Regions from separate parts of the Mus musculus genome. Here region 1 is linked to region 2. Evidence: chromatin contacts called from public HiChIP or PLAC-seq data. All regions are on one chromosome and are shown on one strand. The core of a region is the stretch at or near the end of the contact, and the rest is flanking DNA. Distances in the headings are between cores, read along the strand shown.

The links. HiChIP or PLAC-seq counts read pairs in DNA pulled down with a chosen protein or histone mark.
Region 1: a CTCF HiChIP or PLAC-seq map of embryonic stem cells shows a contact between it and region 2, with 3 times the contacts expected there. The contact joins the promoter of Hpca here to the promoter of Zscan20 in region 2. A contact is called at or near these places in 5 of 39 promoter capture datasets (the 3T3-L1 cell line, the HPC-7 cell line, hippocampal neurons and 2 more), 1 of 15 datasets of contacts at CTCF or cohesin (embryonic stem cells) and 2 of 115 datasets of contacts at active chromatin or transcription factors (T-cell acute lymphoblastic leukemia and embryonic forebrain).

The regions. Positions count from the first base shown.
Region 1 is chr4:129,119,653-129,122,829 of GRCm38.p6, reverse strand. It overlaps Hpca (hippocalcin), which reads left to right and starts at 1,527. Exons shown (of 4, transcript NM_010471.4): 1 at 1,527-1,608.
Region 2 is chr4:128,608,565-128,611,665 of GRCm38.p6, reverse strand. It overlaps Zscan20 (zinc finger and SCAN domains 20), which reads left to right and starts at 1,568. Exons shown (of 8, transcript NM_177758.4): 1 at 1,568-1,672.

The DNA.
Region 1 (3,177 bases), core at 278-2,777, 510 kb before region 2:
TCCATCCGGGTCTGGCTCTCCAGCTCTGTCACTGTGGGCCCCCCTCCCCACACACACACTTTTCCTCCAAGCACAAGAGGTGAAGGCTAGACCGATGGCCTCAGAGACCTGGTCTAGGCACCTGGAGGGGAGCTTCGTTTTCTATTTTGGGCAAGCAGGATGATCTGATATACAGGTAGAGAAAACTCACTGAGAAGAGCTGTCCAAACAGGTGTGGCAAACAGTCAATTCTACCTTCTGAGGAGGTTCAGAAACGGGGCACAGTGTGTCTCCTTTTTCTTGACAGGATGCTCCGGTGAGCTGCTGCACAGGAAGGAGTCAGACCCTCTATTTAAGACAACAAAGACTTCCGGTCTCACCTGAACTGCAATCTGAAGTGTTCATCGCTCTACCACTGCTCCAGTCTGTCTCCAGATTGCTTACCTAACACACTCCAGAACTGATTACGCATGCTACGTTCTTCTGCACGTGTGTTATATATATCATTGTTTCTTCTACATGATTGCAATCCCCTGTCTGAAACCATGCCAAGTGCAGAAGCAATGCCTGGAAAATCTTTTTGAAATGGATGAACGGCAGCTCCTGATTTCAAATCACTCGCTAGCTGCCAGACATTGGAAGTATACAACCCTTCTAACTCTCAGTGTCTGCAATGTAGAACACAAAAAGATCCACATCCTAGAGACGAGACGGGGGGGGGGGTGGGGGGGATGGGGGGGGGACGGAGTGGGGGGAGGACAGCATTTAGCTCAGGATGTAGCGATTGTTACCAGAGCTGGAGGAGGGAGAGTCCCTTACAGGCAGGAGGAGTTGTGACCCCATCAGCGCCTCTAAGAGCAGCTGTCCTTAGTACAGACGGGAGGCATACCCACCTGAGCACCCCCACCTCCCAAGGTGGAGATGCTTCCGTTCTCGCAGGTCACGGCCTGCACTCACAGAGGCTAGGAGAGGAGAGGAGAGGGTTCCTTGCCTGGAGGAGTACTGGGAAGAGCTAGGTAAGTGGATGGTGAGAGGTGGGATTAATTCTTAGAGGGGTTGGGGGATGACATCCGGAGTAGTAGGCAGGAGAGGGGGGCGGGCTCTCTGAGGCGGAGGTAGCAGGGGGCGTGTCTGGCCCCTGGAAGACCTTGGGACTGAGCAATGGGTGCTCCCTCCTCCCTAGAGAGCCCCCAGTTCATCTGGCTCGGGAGTTGAGGTGCGGGGGCAGCGAGGGTGCCTATCGGATTCCTCCCTCAGAGCGACAGGCGGCCCTGCGCCCAGGTAGGGGTGGATTGTTCCCGGCTTGGGAGAGCAGTCCCTGGACACTGACCCGCCTCTTTCCTTGCCCCTCCGTGTCGACTTGTAGAGCTGGGGGGTCCCGATCTTTCTCCCAGGGTGGGGTGCTCCCTAGAGAGGGGGCCGGGGCAGCGAGGGCGTTCTGTTCTCTCTCCCGGGAGGGGGCGGGGGCGGAGCCTAGCTACCAGTGGGGGACCCCCCCAGGGGAGGGGCTCCGGGCCAACGCTGCGGGGCGTCTCCCTCGCAGTCCCGCCCGCCCCTCCGGCCGCCTCTGCCGCCGCGCGCCGCAGCAGCGCCGCCTTCTCTGCGCAGTCGGTGTCTCGGCGTTGCTGGGTGAGTGGGGGCCGCTCTGGCCGGGGTCGGGGATGAGGGGAGGGAAGCCCGGGAGCCAGGAACCCAAGTCCAGGGCTCCCCAGCCCGCTCCTCCCTGAGCTTCGTGGGATTCCTCCCACCCGCGGCGCTGCAAGCCCGGGGCTGCCCCTGGGGAAATCGCGCGTCGCTCTCCAGGGTCCTGACCGCCAAGTGGCCGGCTCCTGGGAGTCGCGCGTCGACCGTCCCGGGCGCCCCCTCCAGGAGGGACCTCGAACCCAGTGCGGGAAGAATGGAGGCGGGGGATCAGGGCTGGAGCCGGAGGAGGCTTGGAGGGGATGCTAGGGCGGGTTTCTCAGATAGAGCTGTGAGGTTCCTTCTATTTTGGGCACTGGGGGTCTTTGAGGAGAAAACAGGCATTTCTTCCAGCTGGGAAAGGAAATGCTGAGGGTGGCCGAGAGGAAGGGGCACCTGGAGGAGCGCTTCTGCTCAGCGCATCACTCTGCCCCCGCCCCGCTGACCCAGTTCCTTGGACCTTGAGGAGGGGAGTAAGGGACACACTCCCTTGCTCAGCCCTGCACATTTCCTCAGTCCCTTCCCACATACTTGTTCTGTGGCTTCTCAGCCTGGGGCAGAAGAGGCTAATCCAGAAAGGAGGGGGCACCAACTTACAGGAACATGCATGACACACACTACTGAGGACAGATACAGGTCTCCTCACATTCCTGGGGAACATTTCTCTCTGTGGCAGGTGCATACCAGCTCAACACGCATATTGAATTCACATGCAGCCATGCATAGAAACGCACAGGGAGATAGATGCGGTTCAGAGCCCAGGACCCACATCATGGGTGAGCATACGCATTCAACATGCACCCACACACATGTGCACACACGTGTGCATAGAGCTTCATGTACCTTCATGCACAAGGAACCCTTTTCACCCTGTCTTGCTCGTATATCCAACCTCAGGGGACACTTGCACACACCCCTACACCTATGATTATGACTGCCTGTCTACTTCCCCTCCATTGCTTCTGCTCAGCTTCACACTTTAATTCCTGCCCTGAGGGGACCTTTTGAAACCGGAGAAAAGGTGAGTGATGAAGGAGGTCTGGGTGGGCTGGGTAGGGCTCCCCAAGAAAAAGAGTCCTCATCAGGTCTGGGAAGGGCTGCAGCTCCCTCTCCTGGGACCTGACAGCACCTCGGGGATAGAAAGACAAATGACAAGGGTGCCTGAAGGTCCCACGTGCAGCTGGCCATGTGAGAGGTGTCGGCATTCGAGTTGGCGTGTAATGGCATGTGTGAGACATGTGGGGTCGTGGGCTGGTGTGTCTTGATGCACCGTGTATGGGAGTTTGTGCGTGGTGCCATGTGTCAGTGCGTGTGAGTTGTGGGGCAGTGGGATTGCTGTGTGTGGAGGCATGGCTATCCATGTGTGGTGGAGGCAAGTATGTGAGTGTCGGAGAACCTAGGGACCTAGGCACTTGGTGATCTGTGTGGCTTTATGTGTGCTGGGGACAGGCATTTGTGGAGTCTGAATACAACATGTATGTAGCACCTGCCCACTCATGCATGATTCTAAGGGCTCAC
Region 2 (3,101 bases), core at 319-2,818:
CAGATTCCCAGAGCTCATGGGTTAGCTAACCTAGCTGGATCCTTCAGTTCAGTAAGAGACCCTCACTCTAGTAATCAGGGTGGAGAATGCTCCAAAAAGGGCATTCATTTTGACCTCAGGCCTCCACAGGCACATGCACCTGCATGCACAGTGCATCTATCCACACAAACATGTTTACAAAAGAGGCGTTTGGAGTTTGCTGGAGGCTTTGCAGCTAGGGAGTATCAAGGCATAGATCCCACATTGAAAGCAAGTGGCTGGACTCCATGTTTTACCTACATATTATCTTTAATCTCCCAGGAACCTACCCTGAGATGGAGGTTTTGTTCTGTCACCTAAATTTTACAGCTGAAAAAAAAAAAAGACAATCGTGATGGAGTTGTTTGTTTGTTCAAGGACATACAGATGGGATGTATGAATTGGGGTTTGAATCTATGGCTGACTGACTACAAGACCCACATTTCCAGCTTCCTATTAGATGGCTCATACCTCAAGAGTATTTACAGTGTTTATCATAGGGTTTCTATTGCTATGACAAAACGCAGTGACCAAAGCAACTTGGGGAAGAAAGGGTTTATTCGGCTTACACTTCCACGTTGTAATCTGTCACTGGAGGGAGCCAGGATAGGAACTCCCACAAAGCAGGAACCTGGAGGCAGGAGCTGATGCAGGGGCCATGGAGGAAACGCTGCTTACTGGCTTGCTCAGTCTGCTTTCTTACAGAACCCTAGACCACCGGCCCAGGGGTAGCCCCACCCACAATTGCCTGAGCCCTCCACTATCAATCATTACGAGAAAGTCCCGCAAGTTCTCCCATAGTCCCTCTTATGAAGGCATCTTCTTCACGGAATCTCTCTTTTCTCTGATGACTCAAGCTCGTGTCAAGTTCGCATGAAACTAGCCAGGACCGTGGAACAAAGCAACTAAGTATTACACTAAGATTATTCAGCTACAGGGATTAACGTGTTTCTGACACCCAGGGATTCAAACTCCGTAAGACTAATTTACATAAAAATGGCTAGTATCTGCTATCTATAGTTGGATCCTGGATCCGAATTAACAGTTCTAGGTTTATTGCCTCACTGATGCCTCACATAAACCTGTCACATGAATGCTATTATTCTTACTTCACAAGTGAAGAGGTGAGATATAGAACTCTGCCAAACCACTCAACTAAGTTGTGAATTTGTGAATTTGAAATTGTAGTTACAACAGACAAACTCTCTCTTGCCCAATAGATGGTCACTGTATTCACCCTCTTTCCTTTTTTTATTATTTTTCCCTACTCTCTCCAGCTCAACCCAGGGGGCCCCACGCTTCTTCAGTAGACCCCGACCCCACGCCCTTCTAATCTAGACTCCACCCAGTAGGCGGCACCGTCACCGCAGAACCAATGGAAGAGAATAGTATCGAGCTACACCCCCCCAGGCATTGGCCCTGCAAGATTTGTTCCGGTACCAGAGCGCCTGAGAAGATGAGGCACTCATTGGCTGACGTCATCTGAGAGGCGGCCGATAGAGGAGTGGCCACCGGTGCTCGCGCGTTGCCTTTTGGGAGTTGTGGTCTCAGAGATCGGGTTCCAGGGCTGGCGGCGCTGGGACTATGCGTCCCAGCATCCCCTGCAAGAGCCCGGGAGCACTTCCGGCCTGTTGAGAAGTGGGTGTCTCTGTGGGTGAGTCTGGGTGGCGGATGGGGTGCAGTTGAGAATCAGGCGCTGGGCTGGAGGCTTTGGAGGTGGTGGTACCCGCGGGGGAGGGGAGCTGGGAAGGTGAGAGGGGAAAGCAAGCATCGTGGCGTGTGTGTGTGTGTGTGTGTGTGTGTGTGTGTGTGTGTGTGTGTCGGGGCGGGAGTGCGGGCGGGCAGAGGCTGCAGCGTGTGGAGATGGGCAGGGTCACCGAGGGGTCGGGATGAAGAGTGAGTTGGAGAGGCGGGCAGTGAGACGGGTCTTACCGAGGTCTGTGGGTAAGGTGGTAGAGATGCGTTTTGGCTGTGAGGGGAAGTTACCTTAGGGTCTAGAAAAGCACAATCAAGGGAAGAGAGAACTCAAGGGCCCTGGCAAAGAAGTGAAGAGGCCCTGAGCGGAAAGTCTGACCTTAAAATAGTGCTTCATTCTCGACACCTGCGTTCATGTCATCTGTGACGGGACTGGCTATTGTGTTCAATCCCAAACCTGTACTTCTTTCCTCATAACTGATAGAAGTGAAAGGCATCTTTATCTACTGACCCGCCCACCCTCGACTGACCCGCCCACCCCTGCTGACCCGCCCACTGACCTACTTGTTTTACCAGCTGATTCCACCTGCGCCTGCATTCTTCTTCATCCACGCCGTTTGCTGTACACTGTTCGAGGCTTGCCATTTCTTTAGTATCTCTTAAAATGACCTCTGTCTTCCGGGAGCCTCTGCAGAAGTGTCCACATTTTCATTTCTCCAACTCGGAGAAACATTGCAGCTAGTGTGATCTGTTGAAACCCTCAACTGTATACCTTCCGTTTGTTCTCCAGCTTGGAATCCATCCCTGGCATGCAACACGTGTTGAATGGAATCTGATCTAGTAGATTCTTCATAATGCTCTTTGCAGCCCACTTTTCCCATACTGCACGCTCCGGGGCTGCCAAGGTGTTTCCCATTCTCCAGGTGGGCCATTTTGCTTCTCTACTATTTCATAGCCTGCCTCTCTGCTGTAACCTCCCTCCCCCATTCTCTCTGCGTTGTACTCAAGAACCAAATCAACAGTTCCTTAAGCAAATTGCCACCTCCAACTTCCCAGCTCCCAAATCACACTTTCTTTATGACATTGGATTAATATAATTATCTGTGACTTTTAAATTTATTAATTATCATTATTATTATTTGTCTCTTCCACTAGATAGCTTCATCAGGGCAGGCAGTGTCTGGATCATCTCCATTTTCTTTGGTCCAGCCCAGAACAGCAGACATCTAATGTAGATCCAGCAAATGAGTAAAGACTTGGTGAATGTGGGCTAAAGACTCTCAGGGGGAGCTTTGTTAGACCACGTTTGAAAATGGCTACGGACTTCCAGGGCTGTGAGCTTCAATCTTCTTCCTGACATCGATATCTGCTGGGAGCTGAGGTTGTTG